2 separate regions of the Oryzias latipes genome follow, and region 2 is linked to region 1. Evidence: chromatin contacts called from public Hi-C data. All regions are on one chromosome and are shown on one strand. The core of a region is the stretch at or near the end of the contact, and the rest is flanking DNA. Distances in the headings are between cores, read along the strand shown. Region 1 overlaps LOC101162314 (DNA-binding protein inhibitor ID-4). Region 2 holds the start of LOC101162865 (neurocalcin-delta A).

Evidence for each region. Hi-C and Micro-C count contacts between places; a contact is called where the count stands out from the background.
Region 2: a Hi-C map of embryo shows a contact between it and region 1, with 2.1 times the contacts expected there. The contact joins the promoter of LOC101162865 here to the enhancer-like site in region 1. A contact is called at or near these places in 3 of 5 Hi-C or Micro-C datasets (embryo and fibroblasts).

Annotation. Positions count from the first base shown.
Region 1 is chr16:5,731,629-5,737,207 of ASM223467v1, reverse strand. LOC101162314 (DNA-binding protein inhibitor ID-4) reads right to left here. Exons shown (of 3, transcript XM_004077612.4): 3 at 1-1,165. Among protein-coding and RNA genes, the nearest start is that of LOC101162314, 6.9 kb to the right of the region's middle. Within about 2 kb of position 2,752, at least 2 of the 8 cell types and tissues checked have an H3K27ac peak or open chromatin away from gene starts, as enhancers often do. A contact at or near this core is called in embryo, where this site is marked.
Region 2 is chr16:5,792,251-5,797,829 of ASM223467v1, reverse strand. It overlaps LOC101162865 (neurocalcin-delta A), which reads right to left and starts at 2,344. Exons shown (of 6, transcript XM_011484877.3): 1 at 2,236-2,344.

The DNA.
Region 1 (5,579 bases), core at 1,503-4,002:
TACAACATTACGTGAAGTTTGATCCTAACTGTTAGAACCGTAAATCTGATCGGGACATCACAGAAAATGTTGTTATTTTTCTGTAAAAAATAATTTATGGATGAAAGCAACTGTAATTTTTCATCAAACATCTGTAGACCACGCAGAAAAGTGTTTGACCACATGATGATAAATGATGTGTTGCGATTATTAATTTGCTTTTTGCTACCTAATATCAAATGTATTCTTTTTAGTATTCTAGACATGTGTTACTGCATTTTCCAGTCAGATACAATTTATTTTGTGTGAGTTTTATAGTATTTTTTTTTTCTGGTTTCATCAAATTGCATAAATAATCAAATTCATCACATGAGTATATTATCAATAACAAAGCCAGATTTAAGTTTTTTCCCCACTGGATGACCGGTTCCCCAGCGGTACCTGAGTCTGGTTTAATTATTCTTGGGGTGGATGTGGATGTGGGGGAAGTGGCTGCTGGGTCTGCATAGCGGGGGGGTCGCCGTCGTTTAGTAATTCAACAGCATATTTCAGGATGCCACACACCGTACCAGTGGATGTCAAATCACACATTGGTTCTTCATAATTGTTTTGATGAATCATTTCACTGTTTCTGTTTCTTGCTCTCGGCACCCCCTCCCCCCATGTCACCCTCTTGCCCTAAAGCCCTCCCCTTCTTCTCTGACATGATCAAAAGATGTCCAACAGTGACCCCTGTGGTACTCCTAAATGAAACAACTAACACTGCATGCTGCTGTAAGGTGAATACATTTTCCCCCACATCCTCCGTCCAAATGTTACACATTAATTTGTCATTACACCAAAATTTTTAGGTTCTCCATTTTCAAGTTTACCTTTAACATAAACAGAATCCATTTGTAAATTGTAAAATGAATGAAATAAGAAAAATAATCAGCTTCTGAGGTGATTCACAGATAATATAATTAAACTTGTTCTATCAGCTTTAGTGTGTTTAAAAGGAGTCTTTTGCTGCATCGACACAAAATAGACTTGCTTGTATGTCTACTATAACTGGCTTGTCGCTGCTTCCTTTGCTGGTTGCTTTGACAGTCACTATGTTGCACAGAGATGGCTTCCTCTGCAGTTTCTCTCTGTTCCCCTGATCTGATGAGCAGTTAGGAAGCAGGCCGCGGTCCAAAGTGTTGACCTGCAGTCAAACATGAACACGCTTTAGTCACACAGCTCATCAGATGGAGGCTACGCGCTTACACACCGGATCTTATGCAAAATTATTATAGAAACTTTTGTGGCAGAATCGTTAAAATAATTGAATGGGAATGAATATAGTTAGAATTATAGGGTGAAAATATCTCATAATGTTTCAATGAAAAGCATTTTAAATTTCCTTCCTGGGTTTAGCATGGAGAAAGGCAGAAGCAAAGATATGAGTTGAAGTGTCAGAATAGACTCAATCCAGTACACAACAGTTTAAAATTACAGACAAAAAAAATCTTGTTTTGCGCTCAGTGTTTTTTTTCACAATGTAGAAATATTAGCAGACTACAGTCAGTGCATAAAATGATCTCATTTTAATCTCTGCTCTCATCGCACGAGATGACGGACAAAAATCACAAAGAGCTCAAGGTTTACTCCCTAACATTTTAAATGATCCAAATCAAAATGATTACAGCTGGTTATTAAATCTATATGAAACTGAAACATCACAGTGAAATAAAAGTTTTCTATTTCCAAATATAATATTAATAAAGTAATTATTCACTGTCTTCATTTTTCATCTCAGGCACCAATGTGATTTCTGTTCAGGGAGGCAGTTTTTCCTCAGGCGGCAGCTGAAATAAAAATCCCATTTTCACTTAGTGTTTCCATTTAGAGAAAAGATTCATCTGTGGAAATCTGATTGGTCAGATTAGAATTCTAAACATCAGAAATTCAGTCTCTTAATGTTCTGTTTGTCTCCTTCATCAAAGTCCGAAAAACATCTCTGGTTTTGAGTGAAGCTTTTTAAAGATGCTGGAGGACAGAAACCACCAGCGGTTTTTGTTTTCCAATCAGCTGGTCCATCCCTGCCGGCACTGAAGATGCGTCTGAAGAAGGTGGACAGCGACTTTTGCTTTGGAAGCGGAAAGGAACGATTGAAAGGCCACTGAAGTCCCTAATTTTGAGATGTTTGTGTCAGAGGGAGGCTGGAAAACTATGATTTTTGCTCTTCATGCAGGATGTTGCAGATTGGAAACGTAAATGTTTGCTGTTCTGATGCTGCAAAGCCATTGAATATTTTTGCTTTGTTTAATTAACATTTCAGGCGTAATTTTGTTGAATGTTTGCATACACAGCAGGCCTGGATCAACAATAGGCAGCAGCAGTTAGGTGGGTTTAAACAGGCAACAGGGAATTTGGATGGAAAGCGTGCCAAAATGTGTCCACGCGTGACTTGAAAAGACAGTTTCCTCTCACAAACGTGCCACTTTGTTTCCTTTTTGAGGCAAAGACGTGTAAATGAAGCCCTGTTAATTAAGCTGATTAGATGAACAGAAACCTGTTTGATTGGAGGCAGTTGGAGCCCTTCCGCTCTGATGCAGCAGCGGTATTTAACGCCATATTGCCCTTCTGATGGCTGCACCTCAGGGTCATGTTCTGTGACATGGTTGTTGTCCCGGTGCCACCCTCACATGCACACGCCCCTGCGCACACACACAGATCCTTTAAGGGCTTGGCAGACCCCTGGTTCCCCCTCGCTAATCACCGTGTCCCGCGGTGGAGGGGGTGGCGTCCTGCCGAACAGCTTGGTGTTTGTCTGAGATCTCATTTCAGTAATTCATCGTTCGTCTCTTGGGAGCCTGGCTGGCATGGGTGATGCCAAGTCCTCCCTCCTCACCCCCCACCCCCCCTCGCTTTAACCCCACTCTTCCTTTCGTGGCAGCTTTTGTCCTTTTCCTCTTTTTCACTCCCGCTGTTGTGGTTCGTTGTCATGAAAGAGGCTGTGGCTGAAGCCTAGCTGGAGGGCGTACACACATTCACTGTCCTGAGCTGCTCTGATTGCTGCTTCAGGCTTGAATCTGACAGTCTGTTTGTCTTTTTCCCCCCCAAGTGATTTAAAATGAGCCAAAGGAGGGGGCTAAATTAAAATAAAGAAGAATTAATTGTTTTTTGTTGCTTTTTTCTTTTTGAGCCCAAAAAAATGTACCGACAAAAAGTTGCACACAATTATTCCGAACGGTGTCATAAATCAGCTCTCAATAAAAGTTGGTTTGAATACAGAATATACAAAAAGAAAAAAGAAAAAGGTTCATCTGCAGTTTATCTGAATTCCCCACGAAGGAAACATAAGGATTCAGATCCAGTATTGGCCTCCTGCGTAAAACATGGCAGGTTAAATATGTGGGACGCTCTGAGCAGTTTCACAGTACAGAGCTGTCTGAGAGGTACAGATGAACTGCTGCATCTCCCATTTTGTTTATGAGTAAACGGCTGTTGGCGGCAGGCATTTTAAGCTAATAGCTGCTTTAAATAGCTGCAATTAGCAAGAAGCATGAGATATTTAATCACTCTAGACCAATTAGTCTGTAATCAAGTAGTGTCCAAGAGCGAGCACGTTTTTGTCCTCCACTGTTCCTCTGCAAGCAGTCGCCATATATTTCTGTGTGCGGCAGGAAGAGCAGTGATTAACACGCAGGGATATGGGCCCCCGCGGAACTCTGTAATGTGGAGTTAAATCAGAAGGAGAACGAGGCGAGACACCATAGCTAAACCTGTTATTGCAGCTTAACATATGCAGAAGGTTAATTCAAGGCAGAGATGGTGGCGAGCGTCCTCACTTCACGCGTTTGTGTCACACTGAGTCGCTCTAAATTGTGGATCCTCCTCCTTCCACGAGGAAAACAACATGTCCCTTGTTTTTTGGTTGCAGTCATTAGAGTTGAGCTCTGGTGGAAAAGGGATACTGAAACAGAATTCTGTGACACATCACATGGTCCTGGAGAAAACTGACTGATGCACCTTCAGAAAATGCACATCTGTGCAAACATTTGGCTTCAGTTTCATCTCAGTCGTCTCCCTGGATCTGATGCCAGCGATAACGTGCTGAAAGAGGCATTTACGCAGGACCGCTCATGGGGCCGACATGCCTACTGTATCGATTGAGAGTGGAAAACAGGCAGAGCAATGCAGTTTGGCCTCCTTATCAAACTGGATGTGATGCTTTCCCACGATCTGGACCTGAGTGCACACTTGGAGAGGAAGACTGCAGCTAAATGAACTCCGAACTTTTCGACTCAGTCTGTTGGAAAATAACAGCAGAATCCACATGAATCTCTGTCCTGCTGCTCCACTTCTGTCACACACTCAACAGGGATTATTTGCAAAACGCTGCACTGATTATGGCAGAGACACACAGGATGTGCAAGCTAAGAACAAGAAAGTAGAAACTGTGTGTTGACGTATGAATGCAGCAAAGTATATCAGGAGTGCAAACGAATCAGATGTCCGTGAACAGCAACAGTTTGCAGAAACGAAAAAAGACTTGTTATTGTGGTTGCAGCACAGGTCTGCAGTCATGTATCTGCTCTATCACAAAAGGAGATCGTGTTTCCAACGAGAGCGCTCACGTTATAGAATTGGTTTATTGCTCTGTTTCCTTCGAAATTTCTCCCATTTTAAAATTGTCTTTCAGTAAAATAGTGATGACATTTACCACATAACCCTTGTGCTATCTTAGATGACCCCACCCTTGCATTGGCGTGTTGTTTCTACCATGACAAAGGTGGAAAGATTTCTTGTAATCCATGGACACCAGTGAGTTTCACAAATCATTGAAGAAAAAAGGTTTAGCACACTGTCTAGTGGGTCTAGATGACCCAACTCCCAATGTTCAAGTGCCTAGGATAGCACAAGGGTTACAAACCGAGCTTGAACTTTGTACCACAAACAACCATGCAGCGTATAGGACTGCCTGTTAAATGCACTGCCTCCCTTTGTATCTATAGAAATGAGCAGGAGATCCAGGGATGATGTTCTTACAAACAGTGTGGTTTGAGCAGTCGGGCTCCACTGTCTTTAAAGGCCCACTTCGATGAAAATGATGTTTTTATTATTTTTTACATATTCTTTTGGGATTTTTCTCATGATAGAGGACACGGATAAAGAAAATTAGGATTAAAACCACATTTCTGAGAATTTCTTTATTCAAATCCTTGTGAATTAAGGCAGATGAAAAAAATGCTGTTGGAAAAAGAGTCAATTTGTGACGTAGAAAATACACTGGGCAGGCCACAAGACCCCCGCTCCGCTTCATTCGGATGCATTGACACTTTTAGAAGAACCGATTCATGTAGGTTTTTGTTTTCCTCGTCTGAGCTGGAACCTGGATCTAAACTGTCCGGCTGGATAGCTCTCATATTGCTCGCCATTTTTGTTGCACCATGTTAGGCTGGGGTTGTGGGGGGCTTAAAGCTGGCAGGTGAGAGTGTAAACAGAGAGTAATGTAGAGGGGAAAGCGGAGTGGGCTTGCTTTGTGGCAACAGTCCCGCCCACAACTCAAAGGTGAATTTTTAATGAGTTACTGCCGCTCTGCAGGAACTACACAGGTTTTTTTTATTTTTATT
Region 2 (5,579 bases), core at 1,095-3,594, 61 kb before region 1:
GCAGGCCGTCAGCACGAGAGCTTCCCTGCTCGCTCCGATGATGCTAAGCCAGCTGTCACCGAGCAGCCAGTACCAGATCGAGAGGTGAAAAGAACAGGGACATTTCACAAAAACTCTCCTGCTGTCACATAACAAATGTATTATTTCCTCTCAACTTCTATCAGAGTTGGAGATGCTTGTCTGATTAAATGTTCCATCTATCAATTTTCTTAACTCACTGTATCTCTTTAGGGGTCACGGGGATGCCGGAGCCTATCCCGGCTACTGTTGGGCGAGGGTGGGGTACACTCTGGACAGGTCAGCAGTCTGTAGCAAGGCTACACAATCCTGATTAAACGTTTAAAAAAATAATATTTAAAAAAACAAATGACAGCAAGCTATTGTCGAAGTCAATTTAAGATGAAATGAATCCTGCAAATCTATTCTGAATAACGTTGATGAAAATGATCATATCAATAATCTGTTTGACAGCAGGACAATAAGTTTTATTGTGATTTCTTAGGTTTAATCAGTTCTGATCATTTTATCCACAACAGTAAGTTTACGTTTTTCCTCTGGCTAATGCTGTAGCAACCAGATGAACCCAAAGAGGTCTGGACTTTCTGAGCTGTCAGTGCTCCCTGGTGGTCAGAGCAGATTCTTCTGTACTTCCTCTATTGTTGACTGGAGTCTACCTGCTGCAGCTGTATCTGTCTGTGTAAAGAGAACAAATGTGACATTTCTGCATCTGGCTGCAGGGATGACCTGTGACCTCAGGCTCAACATCTGGCTGCAGGAATGACCTGTGACCTCAGGCTCAACATCTGCCTGCAGGGATGACCTGTGAACTCAGGCTCAACATCTGGCTGCAGGGATGACCTGTGACCTTAAGCTCAACATCTGCCTGCAGGGATGACCTGTGACCTTAAGCTCAACATCTGGCTGCAGGAAAGACCTGTGACCTCAGGCTCAACATCTGGCTGCAGGGATGACCTGTGACCTTAAGCTCAACATCTGCCTGCAGGGATGACCTGTGACCTTAAGCTCAACATCTGCCTGCAGGGATGACCTGTGACCTTAAGCTCAACATCTGGCTGCAGGAAAGACCTGTGACCTCAGGCTCAACATCTGGCTGCAGGGATGACCTGTGACCTTAAGCTCAACATCTGGCTGCAGGAATGACCTGTGACCTCAGGCTCAACATCTGCCTGCAGGGATGACCTGTGACCTTAAGCTCAACATCTGGCTGCAGGAAAGACCTGTGACCTCAGGCTCAACATCTGGCTGCAGGGATGACCTGTGACCTTAAGCTCAACATCTGCCTGCAGGGATGACCTGTGACCTTAAGCTCAACATCTGGCTGCAGGAAAGACCTGTGACCTCAGGCTCAACATCTGGCTGCAGGGATGACCTGTGACCTTAAGCTCAACATCTGGCTGCAGGAATGACCTGTGACCTCAGGCTCAACATCTGCCTGCAGGGATGACCTGTGACCTTAAGCTCAACATCTGGCTGCAGGAAAGACCTGTGACCTCAGGCTCAACATCTGGCTGCAGGGATGACCTGTGACCTTAAGCTCAACATCTGCCTGCAGGGATGACCTGTGACCTTAAGCTCAACATCTGCCTGCAGGGATGACCTGTGACCTTAAGCTCAACATCTGGCTGCAGGAAAGACCTGTGACCTCAGGCTCAACATCTGGCTGCAGGGATGACCTGTGACCTTAAGCTCAACATCTGGCTGCAGGAATGACCTGTGACCTCAGGCTCAACATCTGCCTGCAGGGATGACCTGTGACCTTAAGCTCAACATCTGGCTGCAGGAATGACCTGTGACCTCAGGCTCAACATCTGGCTGCAGGGATGACCTGGGACCTCGGGCTTTACCTGCAAACCCCCTCCACCTTCACCCAGCAGAAAATGCCTCTCAAAGACTCGATGCTTTCAGAGGTGAATTCACCAAAGCTCTGAAGAACGAGCCAAATGTGTGCAAATGTGTCAGTGTAGTAACATGTATTACCACGGTGTGTTAAAGTAAAACACACCTGGCTTCGTCAGCTCACGTGCAGGGTTAGTGGAAGTTGACGGCTGTCCACCAGGATGCTCTGTCTGTCAGGGTAGACGGAATCAACCAACAACCGTGTTTTTACGGCCGCTTTCGTTTTACAGTTGCAACTTCTTCAAGTGGTTCGACACTGGTTTGTCCCAGCAGCCGTAAATGCGACAATAGCGGTTCGGACGGAGACACGCTGCTCACCTGCAGCCGTTTGCCTGTCGGGGAGGACGCCGCGGCTCTTCGTTCACCTGGAAATCAGCAAACTGATGACCAGCGCTACGCTTCACGCACCCACAAGTGTCAGTGCGTGCAGAGGAACGCACAGTAAACGTTCTGCGCGGGAAGAGGGGTGACTCGTGTTTAAAAAATGCGTTACTGCTCAAACAAGAAAAACAGCGACAACGAATACCCATTATCCGTAACATTTGCATTATTAGATAACAAAACTCCTTTTTTATTTGTCTGTCAGAGCTTAGATTTTTTGGGGTTATTAATATATGTTTTCGTGTTCACATAAATTGTAGTTGGCTGGAATAAAAAGCAGAGTGAGGCTCTGTCTGATGCTCTTCTTCAGGCACGATCTGCGTGACGTTATTTTCTACCGTTGATTCTTTGCGCCGCCCAGTGGACAGATGATAAAAATGCCATTTCTGGATGTAAAATAAAGTAAGTGGTAATAAAACAGTCAGACAGGCAGAGTCTCTACATCAGAGGTGTTCTAACTTTTGGCAAAGAAGACCAGATTTAGTGATGTGTAAATGTGTGGGGCCAGCATTCAGCCTGCGTTCTTTGAACCCTGATAATGATATTAAATGCAAATAATTATTTAATTGATTTTTTTTTGCAATAGCATACTTTTTCATTTCTTTACATATTTCATAAATATATCCAAAGACCTTTTTTTCTCTTTGTAACCCTTGTGCTATCATAGGCAATTTAACGTTGGGAGTTGGGTCATCTAGACCCACTAGACAGTGCCCTGACCCTTTTTATTTAGTGATTTGTGATCTTCACTGGTGTCCATGGATTACATGAACTCTTTCCACCTTTATCCACCTTTGTCATGGTAAGAATAACACGTCAAAGTAAGGGTGGGGTCATCTAAGATAGCACAAGGGTTAAAACAACAATACTGTGAATGGGCTGCACAGTGGAGCAGTGGTTAGCGCTCTTGCCAGTTCAAAGAACACCAATGGGGGACTTTTCTGTGTGGAGTTTGCATGTTCTTCCTGTGCATGCATGTTTTTTTCCTGGGGACTCCAGCTTCCTCCCACCGTCTAAAAACATGCTTCATAGGTTTATTGGTTATTCTAAATTGTTTCTAGGTGTGAGTGTGAGTGTGAATGGGTGTGTGATTGTGGCCCTGCTACAGACTGGCGACCTGTCCAGGAGGTCCCGTGCCTTCGCGCACAAGTGGGATAGGCTCCAGCAGCCCCGTGACCCCAAAACGGACAAAATGGATTTAGAAGATGAAGTACTGTTAAATTTGCATTTGAAGACCAGAAATAAAATGAAAAAATGCCTGTCTGGGAAAAGAAAACCTCTGTCAACATTTAATCTAGCTTAACATAAAAGGTCAAATATTATTCATTATTAAATGCTCATAAAGTTATACATGTCAACTACAGTTATTCATTCATCTTCTAAACCCATTTAGTCCCTTTCCAGTGCTACTGGAGCCTATCCTGGCCACTCGTGGGCGAGGGCAGGGTACATCCTGGACAGGTCGCCAGTCTGTCGCAGGGCCACACAAGTCACATTCTATCCTAGCATGTTTATGATGGTGGGAGGAAGCTGGAGTCCCCGGAGAAAACCCACAAATGCACGGGGAGAACATGCAAACTCCACACAGAAAGGTCCCCCAATGGCGTTCTGTTTGCTTGGACTTGAACTGCAAATTCTTTTGGTCATTAAGGAACATTCTTCCTACCAAAGGAACTTTAGGAGGCCAAACAGATGTTTGTGTTAAGTTAAAGATCCACTTGTATCATCTTTTGATTCATTTTCAAGTGTTCCCAGTGGTCTTTTAATTATAATTATGCAATTAATTTGCAAAAATAAAAGACCTTTGTCATTTTCTAGGACATAGTTTCTGGAGAGCGGCAGGAGTTCATTAGAAATTCACCTCTGAGTTGTGGGCGGGACTGCTGGTGGAAAGGAAGCCTGCGTCCATTTTCCATCAACCCTTTGTTTACACGCTCTCCCACACCTTCCCAGAATGGGAAGGTGTGTCCAAACCTTTGGTCTGTACTGTATATGTTCTCCATCATCAGAAAAAAGCCACAAGAACATGTTAAAAACGTCAAAAGAACAATTTTCATTGGAGTGGGTCCTTAACCCACGTTCAGTGGGTGCTGTTGACCATCCTGTTTCCCTGACAATGCTTAGTTTTGTTGAAACCAGTCTATACGAAACAGTTTTAATCCAATTTTATCGAAGGAAACAAGTAGAAGAAGTTTTTGTCACAGCACAACTCAAGGTGCATTTGTGTTTAGTAAATATCCAGACCTTTATATCTTGATATTTGGTTCATGCGGCTCGCAGCAAGTTTTAATTGGTTCAAAGTTTGAGTCTGTAAATAAAGTGGACCATGTTCATTATTCATGTCTCTAACAATTCTTAGTCTGCCAGTGCTGTTTGTGTGGGAGCTCTTTTTAAAAATGACATATTTGGGGTGAAAACGTTTTGACGCTTCTGACAGCTTCATGTCAGAAATCGTTGCTGGGAGTTTCTGAGATGATGCAAAACGCAGACGTTCCGCTCAAACCTTCCATCTCAGCTGTGTGCTCTTGTTTTAGATGTTTACTGTGTCCTGGACTGCAGGGATTTGGTTCACTGTTGACCCCTGGTTGGAAGATTGCAGGTTTGGTTCCCGCCTTTTTCCGCCCATGTGTCCAAGTGTCCTTGGGCAAGACACTGAACCCCACATTTGATTTGAATTTTTTTTTTATTTGAAATGGTTTATTTCAAGCAATCAAATAGGAATAATACTCAAAAACAATACAATCATCAGTTATACATTCATACAATAACTAATCAAACTTAGTATAATTAGACGTAAAATTAAGTATTGCTTGAAAGGGAGTGGAAGGAAGCGAACTTATATAATCCTGGTTGGCTCCAGAGTTTTCCAGTGGAGCCGCCATCAGTGTGTGAATGTATGTGTGCATGGGAGAATAGGTCTTAGAAGGCCCAAAGACCTTCAAAGAAGTCATAAAAGGGCTATATAATTACCAATTACTTTTTAGTGATCTATTGATGAGTTCAACCTGTCTGGTCTTTCTTTTGTGGGACACCACTAGGTGGCGACAGAGCCCTGTCCCCTGAATGCATCTCTGCGTGTCTTCTGTCTGTGGTTTGCTCAGAAAAACAGGTTCGTACTGACAGGCTTTCTTTTTGCTGAAAGTGATGATGGCACAGGAAAGGTACAAGTCAACAGAAATCTGCAGTGCTTCAAATATTTTTTGGATTTTTAGAGCAGAAATTACTAATGTGACAGAAATCTGTGGCCATTTCTGCTCTTCTGTTCAGACATTTAAACTCTC